4 separate regions of the Zea mays genome follow, and regions 1, 2 and 3 are each linked to region 4. Evidence: chromatin contacts called from public Hi-C data. All regions are on one chromosome and are shown on one strand. The core of a region is the stretch at or near the end of the contact, and the rest is flanking DNA. Distances in the headings are between cores, read along the strand shown.

Region 1 (3,909 bases), core at 9-2,508, 130 kb before region 4:
ATGGGCATTAGAACTGATTAAAAAATCCTTGGAACAAAACGCTTGATCAGTGCTCTGCTAAAAATTCAATGGTACACTGATTGAACACCGGGCAAGCAAAACTCATTATAACAATAAATCCAAAGGGGTCTCAAACAAAGGGCGTGCGGACAGCAGGTTCAGCTGAAACTGAACCCCAGACAGTTTTGGAAAAAACGAACACAAACCAGTATTACCCAAAAGACAAATTGCTTTAGATGAACTGGAGCACCGTGCCAGTCCTAGGAAGGAATGTTTGGATTTGAGGGACGGTAAAGGAACTAACAAAACGAGCAAGCATCCATCTAACTCCAATCAATCTAGGGTTCCTCGCCACTCCAGAACATCCAACTCCAATCAATCTAGGGTTTCTCACCAAAACAGCTAGGTGCCCTGTTTTAAACGGAGGAGACCTGCAACGGCTGGCTAAGCGCGACCCCGCCAGGCCAGGGTACGGGAAGAGGAATGGAGGAAGGGGATTGGTGTGAGGAGCCGCCTGTGATTACTTTTTCCTCAGTAGTCTCCCGTAACCGTAACCCAGAAAAATACGTAGTGCTTCCTTACTGTGGCACGGAAGTATTTTGTCAAGTCTACTGGCGTTGCCTTGTTCGCGGCTTCCCGCGTCTATACAACGCTAATGATCGGCGCAACAAACAAGCACATCGTTCTCGCGATTATTAATGGGTGCGCGCAACCGCTCATCTAGAGCCGTCCCAAATCGTCTCAATTAACAACCGCGGCACCGTCCAATGAACAGCTGACAATTGCAGTTTGTGATGACATATTCCCCCAAAGCAACGAGTCGCCGCCGGCGCAACAACACAGCCATGAGCTAACCACGTTGGCGCCAACCATCCAGAGCAAGCACGCCATAAGCTGAAGTGCTAAACCGACGCAGTCAGCCTGCAGGAGCAACAGCGAAAAGTAGCGTCACTGGGAGACGGAGATACCTCGAGGTCGCGGAGCAGGAGAGGGTGGCCGGTTCAGAGTTGGAACCAGGGGAGTACGCAGCAGCACAGCCGCCTCGCCGGCGACGGGGGCGACGTGCGTGGAGCGGGATTCTGTGGAGAAACCGCGGGTCCGCGGCCTGCACCGTGCTGCTTCGGGAAGGGCGGAGATGGGAGAGAAGCCTGCGCGAGAGTTGTGGGCTTGTGGCGCTCCGTTTCCCAGCTGCTCCTTGTCGGTCCACGGGAATCAGAATTCGTTCCTTTAACCCCTCTTTTGGCACAGAATCCAAAATGCTTTGCAACCTATCCCAACCATGAATTTATATATTCATCAACTAGTAGGGTATCCAGTAATCATGTATAACGCTGAGTCGGTGAAACAGTTTTCTAAAGGGTGTTTGAATGTACTACAACTAATAGTTAGTTGGCTAAAAAATGTTAGTAAAATTAGCTAGCTAACAATTAACTACCTAACTATTAACTAATTTATCAAAAATAGCTAATAGCTGAACTATTAGCTAGGTTGTTTGGATGTTTCAACTAATTTTAGTCACTAACTATTAGCTCTATTGCATTCAAACACCCCGAGACAACTAAAATACAACGTGATATAATCCCAAGTTTTAGATAATAAATACAATCAAGACACAATATATATAGAGAGTCTGTGTAGAGACGGGCTCTTCAGGAAGAGTCTGTCTCTTGATTTTTACTTAACCCCCTAGAAACTTCTCAAGAGACCCTTCATTTAATTGAGTTGTACATGCCCAAGTACAATAATGGGCTCTAAGCATGCTTACCTGGCATTTTTGCTTATGTAGAAGAGAGACATAAAAAAGTAGAGGGAGTTGGCTCTCATGCAAGAGTTAGGTGCTTCACGGACATCAAGACAAAAGGATGAAAGAGAAAGAGACAAAGGATTCATTTAAGAGCCAACTTTATTATATAAGTAAAAATGTGATATGACACTATAATAAAAATAGTTTTAAAATAAAAAAATCATGTTTTTATGATATTCAGGACATAGAGAGATATAATATATACTAGATAATTAAAACAAGAAGCATATCATTAAGAAAATAAAATTTTATGAAACCTATTTGTACCCTAAAGTTATAGTGTCTATATAAATCAATAGGTGTAAAATTGCTTATAATTTTCAGCATTAAAACTGCTCTAAATATAAGATAATAGACCATTTGACCTATCTTGTTGAAAAAATATACCCAATTGGATTCATTAGTGGTTAGTGCGTTTAGATCAAATTTTTGTTATAATATTTGAACTATGCCCCGATTCAAAATAGGAAAAAGAAGAAGAAAGATCTAACCGAATCAGGTCACTGGTGTGTCAATTCAAACTTTTTAGGCTAAATGATTTGACCAGAAGTTTTGTTCTGGAAATCCGATGAAAACTATTTTCTCATTATTTTAATTAATTATGAGGCTCATGAGGACTAAGGCATGTTTAGAAGCTTAGTATGTTTTTAGTTTTGAAGCAATACTACGCTATTTGATGACTGTAGTATTCAAAGCTAAAATATGTTTCGTTGGTATAGGTAAAACAAAAAATTTAATGTCATGGTTTACCCAAAAATATGGTATTTTGGAGTGACCTCAGTTTTCTCGTGTTCTCTCTACACATACTTGGGTTTTCTAATATAACCGAACAAATTTTAGTTTAAGCAATAATATGGTAAAGTAATAGTATTTCAGTCATATACAATTGTAAACTATGGTATTTTAAAGTTATAGTATTTTAAAATTTTATTATCAAGCATGCCCTAAGGTGGTGTGTGGCGTGGCTCTAGACTAAAACTCTAAGGAAGAACTCGCTAAAGCCAGCCAAACATCCATAGAATTTTGATGGCTACACTAGGAATTTGTGGAGTGTCCCTTTTACTACTCTGAAATCATTAAAAATAAATCAGACATAAGGTTTAAAGTTATTTACCCAACACTGCCACTAATCATGATAAATCAACCTATACTCGAGAGCAGAGTTGTTCCTGAAAGGGAAATGGGCTCGAAACCATTTCTAGATTAGTTTTGTTGTTTGATGACCATCACAACCTCTGGACTAACTAGTTTGCTAAGTGATTGATCACTAGTTCATAAGAATAAGAATTGAAGATTCTAAGTCAGAAAATAGCTCAAACCCAACTATAAAGGGCGTATGTTAGAAAAGATAAACTATTCGTAGTTCAACCATTTGGATAAGTTCTAAATGCCCCTAGGATCTTGTTTGAGCAATCTAGAGAAGCTGGAAATCTCATAGTCAAAAGTTGGTATTTTGGAGCTAAGTTTGAGCCAATATTGGAATATTAGTTAGAGAATTTAAAAAGGTCAAGCTCCATGACTTAGACTAGTTGGCTAGTATCTATATATGTTTGTCTAAGTCATAGGAACACTCTTGAAGACAACCAGATTGAATCAAAGAAGAAAAGCCCAAAAGTACTTAACTCCAACTAGTTTGCGGTGCACCTGAAAGGCAAATGTGCCCTTGGGCCATTTCTATAAGTATTTTGGTGATTAGATGTCCAACACATATTGAGTGAGTTCTTATGTGCCAAATGAGTAAGAAGTGTGAAATCAAGAGCAAGGTATGTTTCTAGACTTAGTGAATTGTTTTTGTATACTAACATGGTTATCTAAGTGCTATAAACAGTGCTAAGAAAAGAATATTCGAATTGGAGAAGAGTTGGCAAAGTTCAGCCAAAACCAGCTCTGGCCTGGCACACCAAACTGTCCGGTGGTGCACCGGACAGTGTCTGGTGCCCCATGCTGGTCAAACGTCAACTGGCCGCTCTCGGGAAAATAGAGAGGCGACGTGGCTATAATTAACCGGACTGTCCGGTGAGCCAACGACGCCAGCGGCCAACGGTCGGCCGCGCGATCAACGTGCGACACGTGGTCGCGCCAACGGTCGGTTGGGCACACCGGAC
Region 2 (4,046 bases), core at 1,409-3,908, 140 kb after region 4:
CGGTCTGTATCAGCTGATTGGCACCTTCATCATATTGTAGCTGCAGAGCATTAGTGAACCTTTGTTCTCGTGAAGTCAGACCTGAAAGCAGGTTGCTCTATCAATGAAGGTTTTGGGCACCTCGTCAGCTTAACTCCGTGCGGTCTGGTTCTCATATCTGAGCCAGGCTGGCCAGAAGCGAAACAATCATTCACTGACGAAGCAGCTCTAATGAAGACAGTATACGGTCAGTGGGGCCTCACCTTATAAACAGAAACTCTTGAGAAGGGTTTTTGGAAACTGGGAGGTTCGATTAGACTTTTTGGGTTTCGAAAGCCCGAGATGATATTATGGGATGTTTGGTTTGGATAAAACCCTAGGTGCATTTACGAACACTTAAACTCGTTATCCATATAGAGACAAGGCATGAAAATGCAATTGATTACGAACATTTTAGAAACTAATATTTTTCATTCTCTAAATTGACAAGCACTTAATTAAATCCTGACAAACTTTTATAAAAATACTAAAACCATAAATTTTATTTAATGTTTTTATTTACAATATAAAATAGAAATGTTAGGATATGAATATGCGATAACAAGATGTATTCTTAGTGGGCATAGGCCCATAAGCTCCACATTCAATACGGGCCACACGTGGGCGGTCTTTTTTTTTTTCGTCTGGCGTGGCGTGGGTCTCTGGATGAGTGTGGAATACGGCCCGTCTCGTCTCAGACTTTTGGATTTTGGGTGTTTGGCACGAATGCACGATGGCAGGCGCGCTGTCCACCACCTATGGTTCTACAAACACACCGCGATGGACTCGTGGTTCGTGAATACAATATGCTTACACTCGGATTTTTTGACGCTAGCGGAGCATGCGAAAAAAGAGAGAGGATATGTTTTTGTTTTGCGACTTGTGAGAGATCCCGTCAGGCTGTCACATATACGAGACAGTGATTTAAGTGATGCTCTTAGGGAGTGTTTGTTGAAGGAATCACTCCGTCTAAATATAGGTGATGTATCATGAGTTTATTTCTCAAATTTAGTGAGATGACTTAATTCCTCGTATTAGTACTAACTAATTATGAGGAATGAGATGATGATAGATCAACTCATTCTATTTCACAAATCAAACAAAAACAACGAGTAGAAGATGATAAACTAGTTTATTGTTCTAACCAAACACCCTATTAGTGCTTCAAATATAAAACTGAATTCATTGATAACCAAAGCAAAATAATTTTTTTAAAATACACATATAATAATTGTCAATATTGAAGTGAACTAAATAATAATATCAATATCTAATTAAATGGTAGAACAAGTAAATAAATTAAAATAAAAATAATCAATGTTTTTGTAAGTACAGAATCATTACACGAGTAGAGATTAAAGTACGTGGACAACGATGATAACTCCTAAAAAATAGTTTATCTATCAATGTAATATGTGATAGTTAAATACATCAATTAATCAGTCGTTATTTATATAATTTTTATCAGGAAATTATACATTACATAGATAATTTGTATAAAGTAATAAATAATTAAGTAAAATCATTAAAATAATTTACAACAAGAAATATATTGGATTTATACTAAATTTAAAACACTAAACTTGATATCCATATACCGCATGTTTGGTAGACTGGGTGAATAGAGAAACTGCACCCGCGGAGTTATAAAGCAGTGTTTGTTTGGTTAGCTTCTCTATGCATCCCAACTCTAGTCATGCAAAGAAGCGACCGCAGCCAGGCTTCCGAGCGAAGCTCGCGGCGAGCGTACGCGCCCAGCCAGGCTCAGTGCATGCAGTGGCACGTATACCGAGGTATGTTTTTAGTTAGTTTTTTTGTTATATCTTCTAATTAAAAAATTTAATCACCGAACAAATTTTATATTTGTGTCCCTAACATTTTTTCGATTAAAACTAGACCATATATGTTATATAATATTTAAAGATTTATTTGTGCATTCTTCACTGGTACATGCTTTGATACATACAACCAAACGCTGTCTCAATACAGCCAGATTCAATTGAGCCAAGTAACCAAACACTAAACCTTTGCATACACTCAATCAGGCTATATATAGCCTGGCTGACTGATGCGAGCCAGGCGGACCAGTGAAACGAACCAATCACGTGGATAGTGTCTCGGAAACAAATATGAATACGGATAACTCATATGAATGTCAGCTAGTCTGGGCTTCTGGCGCTAACGACAAGACAGTACACACAAAGGAGCCATGGCACGCGTACGCACGAACGAAAGGATGCACTGGACTCACCGGGAGCTCTCCGTCGCACAAGGATGCACCATCCATCTCCTCGTCCGCGGTCCGGCCTCCGATTCCCTTCACACCTGCCCACGGAAAAGGTTAAACGCAGGGCCGCGGGCCGAGGGGAAGCGCCGTTCCATGGCCAATCTTGCGTGACACCTTCCGTGTCTTTTTGCTTCCCAAAAGTTTCGTCGCCGTGATCCGATAGGGATCCACATCAGATAGGTTCTACACGCACGCATGCATCCGCGGCCGACCAGCACATCACCATCACGCTATCGAAAGCCTCGTGCTCCGTCGTCCCCGTCTGGTGACATACCGCAGAAACAAAAAAAAAAGCAAAATCGGAGGAACCATAGAGACAGATCAAGTCACACAACAGGGCCTGCCGAAAACTGAAACGAGGTAAAGGGTCAAAAAAGGCATATGTGCATGAATACAACATGTAGTGCGAACATATAGGCCATGTGCTTACTCCACTCTCTCGTCACGGCCTCACACTGCAGAGGCTTGGACGGACGGGATGGACATGGCGCGGTACGAGTCATGCTACCGGCACTGGATCGCCGGGCAGGAGGCAGGCCTCGCCGAGCTCGAGGCGGCGTCGGCCAATGCCGCCGCGGGCCGGGCAACGGACGCCGAGCTGCGGACCGTGGTGGAGCGGTGCATGCTCGGGTACCAGGACTACGCCACCCGCAGGCGCGCGCTGTCGCGGGAGGACGGCGTCGCCTTCTTCGCCCCGCCCTGGTGCACCGCCTTCGAGAACTCCGTGCTCTGGCTCGGGGGCTGCCGCCCTTCGCTCACCGTCCGCCTGCTCTACAACCTCTCCGGGGAGGGCCTGGAGGCGCAGGTGGAGGAGCTGCTCGGCGGCCTCAGCAACGGCGTCATCCCGACCGGGGCCCTGGGGATCACGTCCGCTCAGCTGGTGCTCATCAACGACCTCCACAGCCGGACGGTGCACCAGGAGAACGCCCTGTCGGACCGGCTCGCCACCCTGCAGGAGGACATCGCCGACCGCCCGCTCCTGCCCATCGTGCGGCAGCGCGAGCTCGCTGCCGCGGCACGGTTGGGAGCTGCAGCTGCTGCCAGCGGAAGCTGCGACGGCGCGGCGCGGCGGCGGCTCAGGGCGGCCCGGCTAGGAGCCGCGGACGCCGAGGTGGACGCGGCGCTGGACAGCTACAAGGCCGCGCTGTCGCGGCTGCTGGTGGAGGCCGACGAGCTGAGGATGGCGACGGCGCGGGCGCTGGCGACGGAGATCCTGACGCCTCGGCAAGCGGTGGAGATGCTGGCGGCAGGCAAGCACCTGCACCTCTCCGTCCGCGACTGGAGCCGCCGTAGGGAAGCAGCAGCTGGCGCACAGCAACAGCTTGGCGGGCAGAGCGCCGGAACGGACAACACCGTCCGCCCGAGCACATGAAAGGCTTGCCATTCCTCGCCCTTGCCTGCAGCTAGTTAGTAGCATCCCGTGTGTAGCTTGGACACCACACAACCTCTCTAGTACCCGCCTGTCTTTCTATATAGACCGATCGATCACCATGTGCATGGCGTCCATTAATATGTACAAAGTTGGTGCTTGGTGTTTTTGTTCCTAAGAACCTAAATTAAATACCGCAGTGCTTGCATGAGTAGTTGATCTCTCTTCTTCGTTGTGCCTTTACCGTGTCTACGTCTTTCGTGAACCACACGCTCTTTATATACACCGCGTCTTCCTGCAAACCTTAGTAGAAGAAGCCGTGGCCGTCTCATCTTCTCCCTGTTTTTTTTAATCCTTGTTAATGGCTGCCGC
Region 3 (3,852 bases), core at 116-2,615, 180 kb before region 4:
TCCTTGTGCCTTTTGGTCATGAATTTAGTGGAGTGGAGTATGGAGCCCAAGAAGAGAAGAACTAGGAATATGAGCATCAAGTGTGAGGTGCAGTGTTAGGGATATGTGTTGCCGTGTTGGTATGAGATAAACACATGTAATGATATAAAGTGATCAATTTGTTTGTAGATGTGAAGCACCTATGAGAGTTGAAGTTTGGGACCGGAGCACTTGAGATCGTGTGTGATCTTCCAGTAAAAGGTTGTGGTCTTGTTAAAGAATGCATGTTAAGAAAAATACTGAAAATTGACTTTGTTTTTTCACGAGTTTAAGTTGCAGATGAGTTTACCAAGATATTATTGGCGAGAAAATTAGAGAACTTGAAGCGTATAATTTCTACCTAAATCAAATGGGGTGATCAAAGAGGGGCTGTTAGAATAGGAAGTAATTGTAACAGATCTTTCAGCTGTAAATCCGTGACTGGCACAGCTTGGTGCTTTTATCTTCTGTTGTTGTATCTGATTGATAGTTGATATTTCCTCTTGTCTTGTAAGTTAACAAAGTCTGTCGATCACATATATTGCATATGGCTTGTAATTCCAGACCTTCCACACACCCACTTCAATTATACCTCTGAAGTTTTACATGCCTGCATGTGATCCTGCCAATCACATGACGGAGCACCCCTGCGCGTTCTCGTCACTGAAGTAGTCGGTGGACCTGGTGCCGGCGACGGCCGAGTTGGCGCCGTGGTGGTAGTAGGCGCCGTACAGGCTCGAGTCGTCGTAGCCATGCTTGTAGTAGTTGTACGAGGACGTGGGCCGCGCCGCGTGGCTGGCGTGCGCCGGGCCTGCGCCTGCGCCTGCGCCTGCTGCTGGCTGCTGCTGCGCCAGGACGTGCGCGGCGCCGGCGGCCGCGCCCGCGGCGTAGGGGAGCGGCCACAGGACGGCGCGCCGGCCCGTCCGCCGCACCGCCTTGAGCACCTTCTTCTGCTCCACGTCCCCGCTCACCGTCACCTTCTGCTGCGCCATGTCGACCTCCACGTCGTGCACGCCTTCCAGCCGCTGCACCGCCTTCCGGATCTTCTTCTCGCACCCGGGGCAGTCCATGTGCACGCACATCTCCACGAGCTGTATAGGTGATGTATACCAACAGATATGGAACCGGTACGTAATAAGACACAAGGATCCCGGTAGCAGATTAGTGTAGCAAGTACATTACAAGAAGCAAAACGCATGCATGTATAGCTAGCGCGGAGACTCACCGTCATTTTCGTCTTTCGAAGCTGTGTACAATGGATCGATCACTCCGGCGGTTCTCTGGTGTCTTATCAGGCTGTGTGCTGACAACAGCGATGGTCGTGCTGGTGATGGAAAACAGGTTGTTTCTGTGTCAAGAAGTCGTGTATCCCCCGTGGCCCCGTATATTATATACCCATCTTGTAACGGTTACCGCCCCGGTCAGGAGGCATGTGCCATGGCTGATGGTCGGCAGGCCAATGAGTTGACGAACAATTTTCTGTACTCCACATGCACCGACTGCTTCCTTCGCGCTCCACCTCCATGTTCAGCTCCGGTACCGGTGCATAAAAAACGACGCCGATGCCAACAGAAAATGTGGAAACGATACGATGTGCGCATGGGCAGAGGAAGCACGCACGCACGCAAGCAGCCGCGCGCCGCCCGCCTCGCTGGCATGCGCGTTCGAAGACCGAACCGGTGGCGTTTTACATATCGTCAGAGCAAAGCGCGCGCGGCGCAAATGGAGTCGGCCAGGAAGGAGACGCCGGCTCCAGCCTCCAACTCAAGGGATACGTCATACGTGCGGTCGGTGCGGAGGAGTTACCTGGACTCAGGGCATCAAGCATGGTACGTAGGCCCAGTTAGATCGTTTGGGCCGGAAGCGATGCGCCGTGTCGCGCTCTTTCGGTACCAATGCTGCCATCTTGGCCCTGGCCAACACTGGCCCGGCTGTGGCCCAACAAAGCTGTAGCAATATTTGGAACATGAGCTGACATGTTTAGATGGGCTAGGTTACCACTCCATCCAGCTCCAAAAAAATTAGTAAAATTAGTCCTAAAGTTGTGAACTTTTAGAAGACATTTACTAAGGCATTTTTGTTTATTATTTAAATTGAAAATATTTAAAAAATATTTAAATTTATATTATAAACTACAGCTCTCGATTTGCGATCTAATGTATCCGTTTCAATTTAGAGGTCGTTTTTGCTCATAAGTTTTATTATATATCTAAAAACCTATATATATATATATATATATACAATTTTGGACAAAGAATGAGAATTATGGTCATCGGTTTCTTTTCATATTTTTTTATAAAGTCTCGTTCATTGACCAGTAAAATTAAATGTGTGGCTAGAGGTTTGCAGCTGGTCCTTTCGATTAACGGTGTTATCGTTATAGCCTTTAGGTGCCAGACGTCTCATGTCGGATCAAATGAATCACCCTTGACAAGTTGACACCTGACCTGACCCCATTTGTGCATTGTTTGGTGTAGATAACAATGGCTGACTCGCTAAGCAAACGCCGAGTTAGCTTTCAGTTTTTCCGCGGAGAGAAGGCCCACTCCTGCTCGAAAAGGGCGAGGGAGGGGAGTAGAAAACAATCAGACAATATACTAGTGGCAATCAATTATCGAATGATAATTTACTAGAGTCTAAAACTCGTGCTAACTGCGTTGAGCATTATAAAGAGATTTATTGCGGTGATTCCACGGATCATGAAAGTGATAGGCAATCAATTCGCAGCTATAATGGACAGGTTTTCTACCTGAGCAAGTCGAGTTTCTTCTTTCCCTAAACGATTGGCCACCATCGACCGACCGACCGACCGACGTGGTGTTACGAAAATATGTATCGACAGTAATAGATAGTATTACGGGAGGATGTAGTTACAGAGCAGCACAATCGTTTTCTGGAGGGGCTACTACTGCTACATGCATCTTCGTTTTCTGTAGGCTCTTCCGCTTGATCGCAGCGGAAAAGCAACCCGGCTCCTGCATTAATGAAAACGGCCGGCTTAATGGAATGGAGCATAGTTTCGGGTCCTTGTCCCTAGTTTAACAGAGACCACCACCGGATCGAATGGGGGTACCAGACGGCCAAGCCGTACGTGGCGTCCGTGGCCGGTAGCACCAATGGCGGGGCGGCAACGCCCCACGGCAGCATGGGTAGCCAACATCTCGATCGATGAGACCAGCACGCACGCCGTTTCATTCCGAGCAGGAGCAGCCATAGCGTCGGGCGCGAGCGAGCGCGTAGTTTCTCCGGTCCTTTTGCGTCGTTGCCGATCGAGGAAGAAAGGCAACATGCCGCGACGGCACGCTTCCGAATGAAGCAACCGGGAACGACGACCGAGTGACCGTAAAGAAGAAAAGGTCGTCGGTTTCACTAACTTTTGGGCTCAGAGAGTCAGAGTCGTCGACGGTCGATCGGGCCCTTTTTTGTTACTCCCTCCAGTGCAGTAAAGGTAGTCGTTTAGGACATGATTGTGCATACCAAGGAGTGATTAATTATCATAGAGTTTTCCCTGTTTGCCCCTATTAAATAGGGATATGGGTGCATTAACGTCACTAAAAGAATCAGGCTTGATTGGTTGCTGCAGCAACTCCAAGGCATTCTAGACTGGAGGTCTCAAGTTCGATTCCTCTTAAATGCATCTTTTTTTGTGCAATTACTAGGGGCAACAACGTCCAAATCCTAGACTCACACGCGCTATGACTTCTTTTTGTGCACGCTCGGTCACGCGCAGGATGACTTCTTTTACTGCACCGGAGGGAGTACAGTGGGGGAAAGTGGAAAGAGCCCAGCGCACGTCATGGCCGACTGATGGGGATGAGCTTTTTGCATGCTGGG
Region 4 (3,888 bases), core at 413-2,912:
ACGCATGACGCATTCGGAGGGCCACAGGCCAGCGACTCTGCTCGCGGCGGCCCCCCTCCTCTCTCACCTTCCTGCCTTCCCGTGTTGCAGTCCCAGTTGCAGTTGCAGGCTTGCAGCACAAAAGGGAAGGAAAATATGGAACGTACAGCGCAAATTTCTACTCCCTCCGTTTCTTTTTATTTGTCGCTGGATAGTGTAAAATTGCACTATCCAGCGACAAATAAAAAGAAACGGAGGGAGTATTTTTTTTCGGAGGAATTAACAAGTCGGAGTGGACGGATATCAAGGTTAGAGCTGCTTGTACTACTAGCAGTAGCAGGGTAGCAATGCCACTGCTCCACTTTATTTATAGAAAAAAATGGATGAAAAAGAAGAATGGGTCGGAGGCGGAGCTCCTGTCCTTCGCCTGTTGTGAAGCACGAGAGAAGATCCATGCATCGATGCGTACATCTCTTTCTTTTGCTAGAGATCTGCTCGCACAATCTATCAACGTCATAGGGTCGATATTGTTCGTCTTAAGATTTTAAGTTAAATTGGTCAATGCATATAACTTAATTGGTATTATACACTTCATTATTTAAAATCATCAATTGCTGTAAAGAGAAAGAACATGGCAAAAATCGTACTATCTTTTTTCTTCACAGCAGTTCATCTCGTAAGAGAGAGGAGAGCAGGGTAGACGAAGATGATAATGATGGTGCTCTAAAGGAGACGGGCCGGAGAAAAGATGGCAACAAAAATAAAAGGCCAAAGGGCAAGGAGAGGCAAAGCAGGAGGAATTAACAAAAGAGAGCGCCACGAAACTACCACGCTGCTAAAACTAAAGAAATGGAGAGAGAAACAAAAGGTGGGAGGAAAAAAAAATCGAAGACACCTTGCTTGATTACAAGTCATCCTCGGTGATGCTCTCCAGGTGCGGCCGCCACACGGCGACGCGGCCTCGCCGCCGGTCCCTGGCCGTGGAGGCCTTCTCCTTCATGATCTCGGACAGGTACCTCTCGTTGGCCAGCAGCCGCTCCTTCTCGCCCTCCGGCGGCCGGGCCCCGGCCCCGCTGCTGCAGGCGGGCGCCGCTCCTCCTCCGTCCGGCCGTGCGGCGGCGTGGTCCTTCCTCCGGCGCCGTCTCCTCGCCACCGAAGCGGCCGCCGCGGATTGGCCGGCGGCGGGCGGCGGCTGTGGCTTCGCGGCGGGCTTCTCGGGCGCCGGGGTGGCCATGACCGGCATGAGGAAGTAGATCTTGCCCTTCTGCAGCTCGGCATTGTGCGGCAGGATGACGGGCTTCTGCACGACGATGCCGCCGTCGGCCGGGCACGTGGACGGCGGCTTCCGGAGGACGTGCTTGGGGTACGCCTTCATGATCTCCCCGGCCAGCACGGGGCCCCCGCTGATCTCCTCCACGCGTCCGTTGGAGTGCACGATCCGCACCACGTCCAGCGCCCCGCACGGCAGGATGCACGCGATGCAGCACTTGATGGTCTCCATCGATCCTTTCTGGCCTTCTGATTATAGGCCGGTCGGCAGCTGCTGGCTGCTGCGCGTGCTAGCAGTTCATATATGGCGGCAGCGGCACCAAGGAGAGAGGTCGATCGAGGAGGACGAGGAAGGAGCAAATGCTCTGGTTCACGAGGCTCAGCTCAGCTGGCTGGACTTCGTTGGGTCCTTTTGGTGCGGGTATGTCCGAGCTGCTCGCTTTTTATATAGCTGCACCTGCAGCTTGTTGGGATACTGGCTCCTGAGCCCGGGCTAGCTGGAGAATGAACCAGGGGGATGCGCGCAGGCACGGGTATTTGTACTGGTAGCAGGCAGGCCACGGGTGGGGAGGGAGCTGGTTCTTGTTTTCTTGCGCGAGATCAGTCTGCACTCTGCACTGCACCTGCCGCCGCTGAATGCTGTAGCAGCACTACTACTACTGCCAGTCCACACTACAGTCAGCAGCGGCAGCTGGTCCGCCCCTCTTTTTTTTTCTAGTACTATTTCCGCTGCTCACTCTCTTCAGTCTCTTGTACATTGTTTTGCGCCTGTGGGCTGTGGCAAAGAACCGAGTAGGAAGAAAGTGTGTGAAACATTCAAACCGTCTATCGCTGATGTTCAGTCTGTTTTGCATTTCATGCATCTTTCTTATCCTCCTCGGCCTGCCTGTACTTGTGTAATTGTGTTACGCAGGGGACTGGGTCTCGTGGTAGTTAGTGGTGGACGCGTATGTCACGCAATGTGCCTAGGTGAACCGTAGGCAGTGGAACAGGACCACACTAAGCACGATGATGCTGTGGAACGCAGAGCCCGTACGAGAGAGAGAGACGTGGGGAACGGTGCAGGGAGCAGCAGTAATATACGTGCCTGTACGCTGTGCCATATGATGCGGTGGTTTGGGCATGGACCAAGCATATCCGGCCCGTGCCGTCGCTGTTGCAATGAATGAAGGCCGGTTGATGGTGTTCCTGCTCCAGCGACCTGCCATGGGGCGGACAAGTACGCGCGCCGCTGATTAGGGGGACAATTAGCATCGCGCGAGAAATGATTGTGTGCTCGCATGTCTGAACCGAGATTATTATGCACGCCTTGTTGGACAACGCTCTGGGCCGGCCGATCGGTCCGGACGTCCGGTCCGGCGGAGCAGAGAGCATAGCTAGCGGAGGGGATGAGGCGGAGGCGGAGCGAGGGTCTCTATCTCTATACGCGCGGAGGCTCACCTGCCACACCAGATGCTGTGTGCGACAGTGACGGAGTAGTAAGTAATCCGCAGAGCAGCTAGCTAGCGGTCTCTCGTTCATGACACACGTGGCGAGTTTATCTGGCAAGCCTGTGGTCAGGCGGGCCCGTATAACACCGAGGGACGCACTACAGTGCTGGGAAGTACAGTAGTATATGTGCGTGCGTGTCGAGCGCTGGGAAGGGGACGGTGCGCAGGACACGAGCCGCAGCCGCACTCTGGCGTGGTCGGCAGGCAAGACAAGCCCCGCGCGTCGGGCGAGGCGCGTGGGATCCTCCTCTCGTCGTCTCCGCGCTGGGACTCGAGAACGTGCAGCTGCCGGCGCGCGCCTCCCCCTTCTTCCATTTGGGGCCTAGTAGGCTTCAGCCTTCAGCAGCAGGCGCGTGACGGACCGGATCAGATCGCACACTGCGTCACTGTGTGCGCGCTGCATGCCCATGCGCACTCGGCATGTGCTCCACGACAGCGACGTCGACGTCAAACCCTGTGTGTTAGTTCTTCGTTTCAATCTTCGTGACGCCGGGCAAATTAAAGGGCTCCTTTCCTCCTGTCATGCCATTGCTCTAATGGTCCGCGAGCCGAAGCATCTGGCCAGCGAGACGCGATCTGCTGTCCTACTACCTCCCATGCTAATTCCAGGGAGAATATTTCTCGCCTTTAGCGGGAGGGCGACGTAACGTACGCCCTGCTGCACCTGCATGCGTGAGACGACACGTTCGTTTAATCCTTTTGGGGCCGCGGATAATTCAGCATCTGTCACGTACTAGGGGGAGAGAAGAGGGGGCGGCTACATCCGTGTCAGAAACCACGAAGCACATGCCATGCGTCGCCCAGTAGAGGAAGCTCTCTAAAGACGTACGTGCGTGGATTACTGAAGCGTACGTTATCCACTCGTGTCCATGATCGTGGAGTCATATATATGCGTCGAGTCGCCACAGCGAATATTTTGGTTGGGTGCTAGTGTGCTACTTACTATAGCAGGGGACAACTAAAAAGAGCTACCAAAGTGATCCTCCTCCACACCATAGAGCAAGTATAGTAAAACACGCTATAAGAAAGGTAAGTACTGAGTTGGAGGAGAGAGAAAAGAAGAGAGGGGAGAAACGGACAGTTATTTTTATAGCCGGTTAGACACGATCGAGAACCAAAAAATCCTTGTGAGAGAGATAATGCGCCATAT

The links. A called contact is a pair of places that touch in the nucleus more often than the background predicts.
Region 1: a Hi-C map of leaf shows a contact between it and region 4, with 5 times the contacts expected there. The contact joins the promoter of LOC100284438 here to the promoter of LOC100277704 in region 4. A contact is called at or near these places in 10 of 25 Hi-C or Micro-C datasets (bundle sheath, ear, endosperm and 5 more).
Region 2: a Hi-C map of ear shows a contact between it and region 4, with 2.0 times the contacts expected there. The contact joins the promoter of LOC111043195 here to the promoter of LOC100277704 in region 4. A contact is called at or near these places in 3 of 25 Hi-C or Micro-C datasets (bundle sheath, ear and leaf mesophyll).
Region 3: a Hi-C map of leaf shows a contact between it and region 4, with 3 times the contacts expected there. The contact joins the promoter of LOC111591196 here to the promoter of LOC100277704 in region 4. A contact is called at or near these places in 10 of 25 Hi-C or Micro-C datasets (bundle sheath, ear, endosperm and 4 more) and 1 of 3 datasets of contacts at active chromatin or transcription factors (leaf).

What each region holds. Positions count from the first base shown.
Region 1 is chr3:200,979,522-200,983,430 of Zm-B73-REFERENCE-NAM-5.0, reverse strand. LOC100284438 reads right to left here and starts at 1,258. Exons shown (of 13, transcript NR_182104.1): 1 at 969-1,258.
Region 2 is chr3:200,707,456-200,711,501 of Zm-B73-REFERENCE-NAM-5.0, reverse strand. LOC111043195 reads left to right here and starts at 2,658. Exons shown (of 2, transcript NM_001354580.1): 1 at 2,658-2,665; 2 at 2,767-3,885. The coding sequence starts at 2,784. The coding sequence ends at 3,677.
Region 3 is chr3:201,028,697-201,032,548 of Zm-B73-REFERENCE-NAM-5.0, reverse strand. LOC111591196 (heavy metal-associated isoprenylated plant protein 28) reads right to left here and starts at 1,365. Exons shown (of 2, transcript XM_023302137.1): 1 at 1,244-1,365; 2 at 267-1,109. The coding sequence starts at 1,249. The coding sequence ends at 648.
Region 4 is chr3:200,846,559-200,850,446 of Zm-B73-REFERENCE-NAM-5.0, reverse strand. It overlaps LOC100277704, which reads right to left and starts at 1,662. Exons shown (of 1, transcript NM_001151205.2): 1 at 729-1,662. The coding sequence starts at 1,480. The coding sequence ends at 884.